Linked DNA regions of Ovis aries: region 1 is linked to region 2. Evidence: chromatin contacts called from public Hi-C data. All regions are on one chromosome and are shown on one strand. The core of a region is the stretch at or near the end of the contact, and the rest is flanking DNA. Distances in the headings are between cores, read along the strand shown.

The links. Hi-C and Micro-C count contacts between places; a contact is called where the count stands out from the background.
Region 1: a Hi-C map of hypothalamus shows a contact between it and region 2, with 4 times the contacts expected there. The contact joins two enhancer-like sites. A contact is called at or near these places in 11 of 16 Hi-C or Micro-C datasets (blood, hypothalamus, liver and 5 more).

What each region holds. Positions count from the first base shown.
Region 1 is chr3:217,750,297-217,755,824 of ARS-UI_Ramb_v3.0, forward strand. No RefSeq gene overlaps it. Among named protein-coding and RNA genes, the nearest start is that of MRTFA, 36 kb to the left of the region's middle. Within about 2 kb of position 4,060, at least 53 of the 54 cell types and tissues checked have an H3K27ac peak or open chromatin away from gene starts, as enhancers often do. A contact at or near this core is called in hypothalamus and tail adipose tissue, where this site is marked.
Region 2 is chr3:217,565,562-217,571,358 of ARS-UI_Ramb_v3.0, forward strand. It overlaps MRTFA (myocardin related transcription factor A), which reads right to left. Exons shown (of 14, transcript XM_060413573.1): 3 at 2,403-2,458. Among named protein-coding and RNA genes, the nearest start is that of SGSM3, 52 kb to the left of the region's middle. Within about 2 kb of position 3,725, at least 14 of the 54 cell types and tissues checked have an H3K27ac peak or open chromatin away from gene starts, as enhancers often do. A contact at or near this core is called in hypothalamus and tail adipose tissue, where this site is marked.

The sequences.
Region 1 (5,528 bases), core at 2,810-5,309, 190 kb after region 2:
TCCCTCCCCTACCCAGCACCCCATGCTTTCTTCCAACACTTAGCTTTTTCTATGCTTCCCACTATGGCAGCCAGCCTCCAAGCTGACCCCCAATGACCCTCACCTCCTGGTGTTTACATCCCTGGGTAGTCGCTTCCTGCAACGAGTGGCCTGCAGAATGCTGGAGAAAGGATGGTATGTAGTCACACACTGAAGCCAAGTCATAAAAGACGATGCGGCGTGGCCTACTGGATTACTCGCTCAGGGGGAAGCCAGTGGCCGTGCCAGGGGGGCAGGCAAGTAGCTCTGTGGAGGGGCCAAAGTGGAGAGAAACGGAGACCTCCCCCCACAGCTGGCATCAACTTGCCAGCCATATTGATTAGCCTCCCTGACGGAGGATCTGCCAGCCTCAATCAAGCCTTTGGAGGACTGCAACCCAGCTGACATATTATGGCAATCTCTGGAGATCCCCTGAGCCTGAAACCACTCAGCCCATCTGCTCCTGAACTCCTAACTCACAGAACCTGTGAGAGGTAATAAATGTTTACTGCCATCTTAAGCCCTATCTTTGGGGATAACTGTTACATGGCAATTGACAGCAGCAGACAGCTAATAGCAGACACTTACTCTCTAACACTGGAAGCTCCTTAAGAGCATAGACTGTTTTCTTAATTCTCAGAGCTCCCTGAAGCCTTAGAAATAAACAGTGCCCATATTTGTTGAACTGTGCCAGCAGACTATTCCCTTGTCCACTGTTCCTTTTCTTCCAAAACGTATCCGTTAACAAACTATTCCCTTTGCCTAAAGTACTTTATCTGTACTCTATCAATGTCCTCCCTTTTCTGTCTCAAAGGCCTTCTGAAATAGACTTCTGAGCTTCTGCTATGTCCCAGAACCGCTCTTGAAGCTGACAACAAAACAAAGAAACATCCTTGCCCTTATGGAGCTTACAGTCCAGTATATGCCCTTGCCATAGTGGTCTCTCTAAATATAATACAACAATCTTTGTTAACAGGACTTCAAAATTCTAGTTTCCCCTTTGTAAAATTTAAGTATTCAAAAATTGTTTCACCCCTTTCATCGTGTCTATTTAATCTGCTGTATATCTGCATATGTTTTTCTTTTATATTTAAATAAATATTGAAGCTGCAGCCTCAAGAAAAGTCCACACCTGTTTACTTCCTAAAGTGCCCCCACTTAAACTTGTCTCCGTATTCTCTGTTCTTACTGAATGTTTTCATGGGTCATGATTTTTAGCAAATATCCCATTTATAAGTGTAAAATAAATACCATTTGATTTTTTTAAAAATAGCCTATATTCATTATACAAGTCCAAGCAACTCAAATATGAATTTGTTTCACAGAAAGCAGTTTTTAACTGAAGTATATTGTATTATTTAGTACTTCTACAACAAAACAGAGTGTTAAAAGAAAAAAAAAAAGCTCACTACACTTTTAAGTTAGGAATTCCAGTTCTGGCTCGGTCACTCACTGTGTAACCTTAGACAAATTCTTTAACACCCTGAGCCTCAGTTTCCATATCCTGAAGTGGAAGTAAAATCTACCTCACAGAATCACTGTGAGGATTAAGCAATGCATTAAAAGCCTAGCTTGATGCCTGTCACGTAGTGAGCATCGCAGAAAGTCAGTTTTCTTTCCCCTTACCTAGGACTTGTACTTATGGTCCAAACAGTTGTCAGTTTTTAAGTTTAGTTATTCCTCTCTGGAATGATCTTCCTCTCTTTCATCTCATGAAAAAAAGATTCAGCTCAAAGGCCATCCTCTCCTTGAAGTCCAAAGGAAACGGTCCCTCGACTCTCCCACATAGTTCTGGGTTTGCACCTGGGGTTTGCGTCAGTGTGTTACAGTCATCTGTCACTTTCCGTCTCTCCCACTAGACTGTGAGTTCCTCATGAGGAGGGAACATACACCTCACTCATTTCATAGCCTCAGCTTTTAGAAGAACACCTGGCACGTTACAGGCATGAAACAAAAACTGAATGAATGAATGAAGTCACTACTTCAGCAGTATCCATACTACCTCCTGGGTGACCAAACTTTGTGTTTTTGCCCTTTATGGGCCGAGATGCTCCTCTGTGCTTCTGAATCTCTTCCTCATAACACTCGACATAGCACTAAGGACTCAGAAAGTCTGCAATAAATACTTTTGGCGTATGCGATACAGAATACTCTCACATGATTTCCTTCTAAATAAAAAATGGTATCCTAATGGATGTAGCTTTTGGAAGCCTTTTTAAACAGGAGCTCTTCTTAAGAGTTACTGGCAAAGAACTGAAGCAAATGCTGGAACTATACTACAGCCGGTTTTCCTATGCATGTGTTTTTGAAAAAAGCAGTAATGGTTTGCTTCTTTCTAAAACATTTCATTAAGAAACTGAGGATCATAAAGCCCTTTGCTTCGCTGTGAAAAATGCGAACACCACCAGGCAAAATTTAGCTTAGGAACTTTCAGCCAAAGGTTCCCCACCCTACAGTCATAGGGCTGTGGGCCAGCTGGCTGTCACCTCATCCCTGGGAGGTGGCTGCTTTTCAACAGTAAAACTGCATAAGTGAAATGTGGAGTCTGGGGGGATCTTCCAAAGTAAGACACGCAAATTTAACTTATTTTAAATAGAGATTCTGCTTCAGACCTTGGCTTCAGGTGGAAAAGACCCTGAAAAGAGCTCAAAAACTGGCAACTTGGGGGCGGGCGCATTTCAGACATCTTATGGATTTTTAAGTATGTAAATATGCCGGACGCTAGGTGTAATTTCACTGCTGGAGTCAAGTGACGTATTTCACATTCCTGTCTACACACACTTCATGCCAAGCATAGGCTGGTAAGCAGTTAACTGTCCACCAAACTGCCCTTTAGTTATGCTGCCTAACAGAGAGAAAACAGAAACCCTGACAAAGCCAAGCTGGACTGGTGCTTACACACACATGCTGGTCTATCGCGGTTCTCAATGTTGTAAAAACAAACACTGCTTGGGCCTTTACTAAGGTGGGCAAGCGCAGTGTCAAACATTTTAACTCCTACAACGACCCCATGATGGATACTATTATTACCCCCAATTTTCAGATGAGGAAACTGAGGTCCAAGATTACACAGCTGGCACATAGCAGGTTTGAGAGGCTGACTCGAAAACTCCAGCCCTAGCAACTACAGAGGATCGATGCTGCTGCATTCTCGCCAGGCTAGGGAACATACTAGAAGTGTCCTGGCAAACATTTTGTTGGACGGGAAAGTTTCAAATCTGCCAGATCCCTTACACCTGGCAGCATTCAGGGAGCCGCACAGGCATCAACAAGTCCAGGTGAGACTTCCTTGCTTGGGAATCCTGGGAACTGCACATGGATCCTAAGGGTCTACACAAGATCCAGGAGAAAGCGCCCGACAGACACCTGGTCCCTGCAGTCACGAAACGCCCGGGACGCCGCGGGGGCGGGAACCTCCGTGCCTCCACACCCCCGCGGCCCGGCCCGGCCGCGCACAGGTGCACCGACAGCCCGCGCCCCCATGCCGCCCGTCCCGGCTCTACGACCCCGGCCTGGGGAAGCGGGGCGACGGTGAGGAAGGGGCCGAGGGGCGAGGCCGGCTCACAGCCGGACCCCCGGAGGGCGCGCGCGGCGGGGTCGCCCGGAGAAAGGATGCTCGGGGCGGGGCTGCGGTGGGGGAGGGGTCCCCTGCCCGGGCTCTCACTCACCGCCTAGCTCTCCTCCCGGCCCGGGCTCCGCGGCGGTCCCCGCTCCGGCTCTCAACCGCGCGTGTCTCCTCCCGAGGCTCAGCGTCCAGCCGGGAAGCGCGGAGCTATGGATAAGTCGGCGCGAGCGGAGGGCGTGCAGCGAGGGAGCTGAGCGGGTGGGAAGGATGGGACGGTCGCGCTCACCGCTGCCGCCGCGGGGACACCACAGACACGGCCTCGGCCGGCTCCTCTCAGGCACGGAAGCTGCGGGTCCTCCTACCACACCCGCCTCCCGCCCCACCTCCACGCCACGCCCGCTGGAGGAGTGACAGCAGTGCTGACCAATCTGAGGCCTCGTGGAGGCCGGGAACCACGGACTAAAAGGAGGGAGGGGACGGGAGGGATACCAGCGAGGCCAGCGTGGCGGCGGGACTTCCTGTGACTGACGGCCCAGCGCAGCCAATGGACAGCGGGGAGATGACCTCATTGTCGAGGAAAGTCTGGAACTGGCGGAGTGGCGGTGAGGAGGTGGGAGGAGGTCGGAGACGAGCCGGAGGCGGGGCGCTGTGGCCTTAAAGAGGCCGCAACCCATTGGTCATCCAGTCAAGGCAAGGGCGGCGGACCCGGCCACACCTGGCCAAGTTGCCAAGGGGTCAATGCTGCCAGAGCTTAGTGCATTAATCCTCCAGACCCCATCACAATCCTTCTAGGGGGCTGAAGGATCCCCGCCTGGGGCTCATAAATCGATTACTTAATTTCACGCTTCCCAAAAGGAGACACAATAAATTCCGCACTGGCCCTGACCCCTGAATTCCCGTTACAGCCCCCGCCCCACCGAAGCCTGTCGTCCCGTTTCTTTGAGTCAGTTTCCACTACAGTAAACGGGAGGATACCGGCACCCACCTAACCCAACTTTACCTGCCCAGAATGTTGAGATCATTAACAGCAAAAGTGCTTTGGGCTTCAAGAAGAAAAGACTGAATGAACCCAAGGGAGGACTGCACTAGACCATTCGCGTAATTCTATGATTATAAGATGCTGATTGATGTCCTCCTCTCTCCGGCATCCACTCTCGTAGCGAAGGGGTGTGGGGTAGGGAGGTGCGGGGTGTGGGGTAGGGAGGTGCGGGGTGTGTGTGTGTGCTGCGTTAGGCGCAAAGGCCACACAGGGACTTGGTCCATGACTTCAACAAGGAGAAAGAAAGCGGGCTAAAAGGGAGAGAGAAACAAGGAAAGCCAGGTTCCCTGCGGTAAATGCCTCGAGGGAGGCAAGCCATTTGCTTCCCCTCCCCCCAGCAATGGGCGGGAGCCCAGAAAAGGCTAAATAACTCCAACTTGGCGGGGTGGAAAGAGGGGGAAGTGCTTTCCCGAAAGCTTCCTGGGGATGGTGTCACCAGACAGAGTAAGGAGGGGGGAGTAACGGGCAGCTACAGGAAGAAGGGGTAGAGCATTCTTGCAGGTTTAGGAAGGAGCGGCGTGACGGCGCACAGACAGAAACGAGGCAGATCGTTTTACATCCCAGAGTAATTCTTACTATAGCCCCCTATTCTCCCCCAAAAGCCTCCCGAGGCTGCTCATTGGTGTCACTCTCAGAGGTAAGGCAGGAGAGGGTGCTTCTCCCCCTCCAACTGCTGCAAAAGCCTAAGGGGCGCCCTGGTCTTGCCAGTTATTCATCTATCTTGTCAATTTCAAGTTCAGTATCACGGCTCCTCATAGAATCTTGTAGTCCCAGGCAGGAGCCCTGTGGCCCTTTAGTCACATACCTTCCTCAAAGGCAAGAATTCCTCCATGAAAGTCTTGATAAAATTATTCATTCAGCAAATATTTCTTGGGGGGGTAAGACAAACGAGGTCATCACTGCCCT
Region 2 (5,797 bases), core at 2,475-4,974:
GACCTCGGCCGCCCCAGGAGCTCAGCCTGGACACTGCTGGGTCCCGAGGCCTGGGGAGGGTGCATCCACTTTCAAGGCACCTGTTGAGGGCTTCGTCCACCTGTGAGGACCATCTGTCTCTCTGAGGCTGAACTACTAATATATGTTCTAATCTATGACTTTTATTATCATAAAAGTAATATGAGTTCATTAAAGAAAATTTAAAAAATTAGACAACAATAAAAAAAACATGTAATTATCCACTGTTAGTACTTAGGGATATTTGTTTCTAGTCATTCTTCCATGCAGAAGATAGGTTTAATTTTGCAGAGCTCTAATCATACTGAATATAACTTTGCATCTTATTTCAAAATCTCTGGCACTGCCTGACACCACAAGCATTTTCTGTTCACTCTGAACTAATTTTGATATGTGGTGTCATAGTTCTAGTTCCTTAAAGTCTAATGTCCTCATTTCTGCACTTATGAGACTCCAGGCAAATTAAACCATTGCCCCAACAGTCCTAGAGCCAGCCCACTGCCCAGCGCTCCTGGTATGGCGTGTATGTGCCTGGATCTGTCTCACTCTAGAGCCTGTGTTCTGCCCACTGCCCAGCGCTCCTGGTATGGCGTGTATGTGCCTGGATCTGTCTCACTCTAGAGCCTGTGTTCTTAAGCTTTGCACCAGAATGTTTCAAGCCATCAGCCAAGACCATCACCTCTCCTACCCAGCAAGTTAGGAGAGGACAGGGCAGAGGCGGGTAGAGTAGAATAGGGTGGAGAATGAGGTGCCAGAGCAGACGTCACACCTGCAGCAAGGTCCAGACTTGCTCCCTGGCCTGGCCACGGCCCTAGCCCTGTGGTGCCGAGCTCCCAGGAGATGGCTTATGGCGGCCGTGGGCTCAGGGCCTGTCACCCATCTGTGGTGGGCAGAAGTGCTGCCCTGGCTGCTGGAGAAGAAAGCAGAGCAGGTTCTGGCCAGAGCCGGTCTTTACAGACAGCAGGGGGAGGAGGAAGAAACACCTGGAGTCCACAGACCAAGGTTAGACCCTGGCTCGCCACTGACTAGCTGGACAAGTTAGTTAACCTCTCTTAGCTGCAACTATTAAGGTGAAGACAGACACCTAATTCACAAGAGCTGCTGCTGCTGCTAAGTTGCTTCAGTCGTGTGCGACCCCATAGACGGCAGCCCACCAGGCTCCCCTGTCCCTGGGATTCTCCAGGCAAGAACACTGGAGTGGGTTGCCATTTCCTTCTCCAATGCATGAAAGTGAAAAGTGAAAGTGAAGTCGCTCAGTCGTGTCCGACGCTTAGCAACCCCATGGACTGCAGCCTACCAGGCTCCTCCATCCATGGGATTTTCCAGGCAGGAGTGCTGGAGTGGGGTGCCATCGCCTTCCCCTCATAAGAGCTGCAGTGACCCTAAACACGAAAAGGACAGAATTGCACCTTTTCTCATCAGGTCACCTCCACTCCTTGCCTTGGAGAAGCAGGCCAGGAAGGGGCACCAAGTCTTAAGACTGGGTAGGAGGCGCAGGCAAGGCCATTCCTCGTACTCCCTCATCCTCCGGCAGGTACAACAGTGCAGCCAGCCACTCCTTTCATTCCCAGCACCCGGGACCTCATTCTTCCCGCTCACTCTAAGAATTCATCATCATTTTCCTTAGCAGTTGGTTAAAAATAAGATAAAAACAGAAGACCGTAGGATGAGCCCTGGAGGTAAGCGATTCAGAGTCTGGCAGAGCTGTGGCCCCGGGCAGCCCGCGAGCCTCCATCTGCCGAGGTTCCCCTCCCTTGACTTTTACATAAAAGAAAAAGTGCCGGGCCGAGAGGGGGAAGCACGCTCTGGCCACTTCCCCCTCTCCACCCACGCCAGGCAGCAGACCACCCCCGAGGCCCCTGAGGGAACTGAAACCAAGGGGGACAGAGCAGCAAGCCAGGTGCAGCAGCGTGAGCCGGTGCCCAGGGGCCCAGCTTCTGCTTCCACGGCCTGCAGTGGACCCTGGCTGCTCAGGGAACAGGGAGGTCTCCAGGCCCACCTGGAGTCACGAGAGCAGTGCAGCCAGACACGGAGGGACCGCCACTCAGCAAGCCTTCCCGTGGCCGGTGTTTACGTCCTAACAGCCACCAAAGGCCAAGTGGAATCCAAGCGTGGAAAATATCAGCGGTTTCCAAACCCAGGAGGCTGGCACCCATGACACACCCTTGGATGTACCAGAGGAGGACACTCCTTCTGATCATGGTCTAAACCTTCAGGCTGGCAGACACTGGGGTGGGATGAAGCGGAAAGGCAGAGCTTTCTGTTTGGAACTGTGAGGCCGGGGCGGACCCTGGGGACCACGCCAGACTGGAGGGAAGATGGCGGCACCACAATGGGCTCTGATGGGGCTCGTGGTGAGGGTCCCTGGAAGAAAGATGCCTTACCCTGGCCCGCTCCAAGCTCCTTCTCTGCTCATGAAACGCAGCTGGACTTTTCAAAGCTGTTGGGAGAAGAACCGTACAATAATTACATCAGAGTGAAGCATCAGGCCTGCTGCTATAGCTCACAGTGGAGAGGCGTCTTGATTCAGGTTCACTTCAGCAGCACTGTTCACGTCGGCTGACGGGAAGGAGAAAGTGGCACCTGAGTAAGCACACATCTTTACGGCTCAGCTGCCCCATCACTACAATCCTGGTGATTCCATTCTCATGGGGAATGGCCACTGCTAAGGTGCACCCACGGAACGTAGCCCTAACACAACCCTTACGGAGCTGCCAGCCCTGGAAGACGGGGACACAGAGTATGCCTGCAAGCCAGGCGCCCCCACTGTCCTCCTTCAGCCTCATCAGGGATCGCCACACGACCAAATGTTGTGACTGAGGCAGCCCAACCAAAAGGACGTACATCTACTCGGTGCCGTGTCCTTCCTCGGTTCAGCTGGTGGTAACAGTGCTGCTAAAATTAACTTGCATTGAAAATCATGCATTAACTTGCATGAAATCATCTTTAAGGACTAAGACCTTCACCGGGTTTGTGTGGCTGACTGCTGTGCTCACAACCAGCCGCTGACCAGGAGGGCCCCCCTGGAGCCCCGTCAGGGACCCGGCTCTATTCTGGGGCAACCGCCCCACGGGCCACAGCTCGCCACTCGGCAAAGCATGCTGGGGGTAGGGAGACCAGAGTCAGACCCTCTACAAATGCAGCGCTGTGAAGCCAGTTCAGCAAATGATGAGTGGGGATACCCTGAGCTTGAACAGGGAATGGCTGGCCTGGCTCACTTCAAGAAATTCACCAGACGGGGGTCAGTTTCAGTTCTGCTGCCCCAGGTTTCAGAGCAGCTGTGAGACGGTGTGGAGGGGCTGCCGGCTGTGGTGCGGGAGCAGGGTGAGGAGGCGCTACAAGTGGCCAGGGCACAGACTTGACCCCATCCTGCTGGGGCCCCTGCCCCACCCCACCCCACACCCCGCCCTTCCTCCCGCCGGGCCGCAACTGCAGCTGAACCAGAACGAAGTGCCAAACGTCCCCGCAGTCGTTTTTTTTTTTTTAAGTTTTTAAATCTTAGGATATAAAAGAAACCATCATTTTTGAAAGGTCAGCTGAGAGTACCCCACCTCCTAAACAGCAGGGGGAGCTCTAGATTTATAACAAACGATCACTAAGGAAAAGCAGCACACAGGCTCCCTCGCCAAGCTCCCAGAGGCCGCCCAGCTCCGGTCTGAAGCTCTGGGCATCTCTGCGGGCCACCAGGCCAGCCTGCATCTGCTTCCGCTGAGTACAGCTGGCGCAAGTCCAGCATCAGCCTCCGAGAGCCCTGCTGGGCGTGGGGTGACAGACAGCTGTGCTCTTGCAGAGGACGGTAAGGACCAAAAAGCAGAGGGAAACTCAGTGTCCGCCGCCCCGCCCCCGGCTGCCCTTCTGCCTTCTTCTCCACAGCTCATTGCCGTCTGACACTCCCGGAGAGTCTCAGCAGTATCTTTCTAATTTACTGCCAGCCAGCTCCCTCGGGCACGGCAGGGGCCCGTGTCCTCCTTTCCTCTCTGACGGTAACCCCAGCGCCGCCGAGGGCACCCAGCGCATGGCTCATTCGGTGGTCTGCTGGCTATTCCACGTGGAATGGACACACAGTTGCGCCCTGGAGGACTCTATGAGCTCTGAACTTCCCCTTGAGCAGCCAGGATTAAGCTCTCATCTGGGTTCGAAACCTCGCAGGGATCCCCAACAGAAAATGAGGACGTCCGTGTTCCTGTCGCTGCTGGCGTGACGGGGGGGATCGCCTGCGCTCTGGCTCTCGTCTTCTGCAGAGTGGACTCCGCCCACTTCTGAATCCCCATGTCGAGCGACAGCGCTCTGGGGCTGGGGGCGCCCTCACCACCTGCGCGGTGATCCGGCTGGGCCCTGGGTTAGATCCCCACAGGGGCTAGCGAGTTTCTGCACCAGTCTTGGTGCCGGCCACGCCAGAGCCTACTCTGCTGCCCCGGGCAGGCACACACCCAGCCTCTGGAGCGCCAGCTCACACTGCGCAGACTTTCCCGACCGCAAAGGCCTGTGTTGCCCTCAGGCCCACCACATGTGCGGTTGGGAGTGGGGACATGCGCCAGGGGCAGCTGACTTCCTGTCCGGCTCCATTTTCATGCCAGCGAGGTGCTGTGGCGTGCCATTCTGGACACTCTGAAGTGCTGTCCAGTCGAATGTTCCCAGTGACTCCACGTGGCGTGCAGTGCTGTTTGACAGCCGTGGGCAGGCTCAGAAACGGGAGGAAAGGCAGCGAGTGGCAGAGTAAGGTCCTTAACCTCATCCCCTCTCACCCTCAGGCCAGCGTTCTTTCTCTCCTCTGGGCTGGTTTCTTAATTTCTTCAGAATGTGGAGAAGGATGGCCCCACTGGATGTGGAGGCAGGGAGGCTGAGAAGCAGGGCAGAGGGCAGGCGGTGTGGCAAGGCCGGCTTGACCACCATGCTGAGCACAAACCGCTGGGAGGGAGGCTCAGAGGAGGGCCGCAGTGACTGCAGGTCACAGAGCCACGGCCAGAAACATGAGCTCACATGAGGCTGAAGGCACAGCCTCCAGCACTGACGCCAGGAGGTGAGCCAGGAGGGCGATGACGAGACCAGAGGAGCTTCTCAGGTCCTCAGAGCTTGAGCCAAAGAACCAGAAATGAAGACCCCCGCAAAAAATTCACACAATGATCACTGATCCCCAAAGACAGCTTCATTTCATAGCATTAGAATCTCACTGAATCTTTTAACAACCACGAGGCAGGCACCACTCTTCCAACCCACCCATGAGGAAACTAACACTGCAGAGACCTGTGAGGCCTTTCACCGGGTAGTGGACCCCAACCCAGGTGACAGGTGAGGAGGACTCTGTCAGCCCCTGAAGAGCCCACTCTGCGCTCCCCATGTCTAATTCTGCTCTCTGAGAGCAAGTTCAGCGAATTCGAGAGCCACTTCCAGGAAGGCAAAGGAGGATGGGGCGACGGCCCCTCTCGTCAGGACTCCTAGAAGGTGCTTCTGAGGCCTGTTTGGGGATGCCTGGAGCTGGGTAGCCAGTGCTCTCGGAAGACTGGGGCATGTGGTGGAGAGGCCACCTCTGAACATATCTGGCCAGCTTTGCTAAAAGCCGTGGCTATGGAGGGTCGGCTAGTGAGGGGCAGGGGTGATAACACTAAGTGCTGGGCTTTCCTGATATGGAAGCAGGTGGCAGTGTCAAGCCATGATCGCCACACACTTGTCCACTGCGGGAACGAGACACAAGGAGGCACGGCAACACAGAAAATACATTATGAAGTTCAGGCCTCTACGAGTTGTGGAAAATCCCCAAAGACTCAAAAGCTAATCCGTT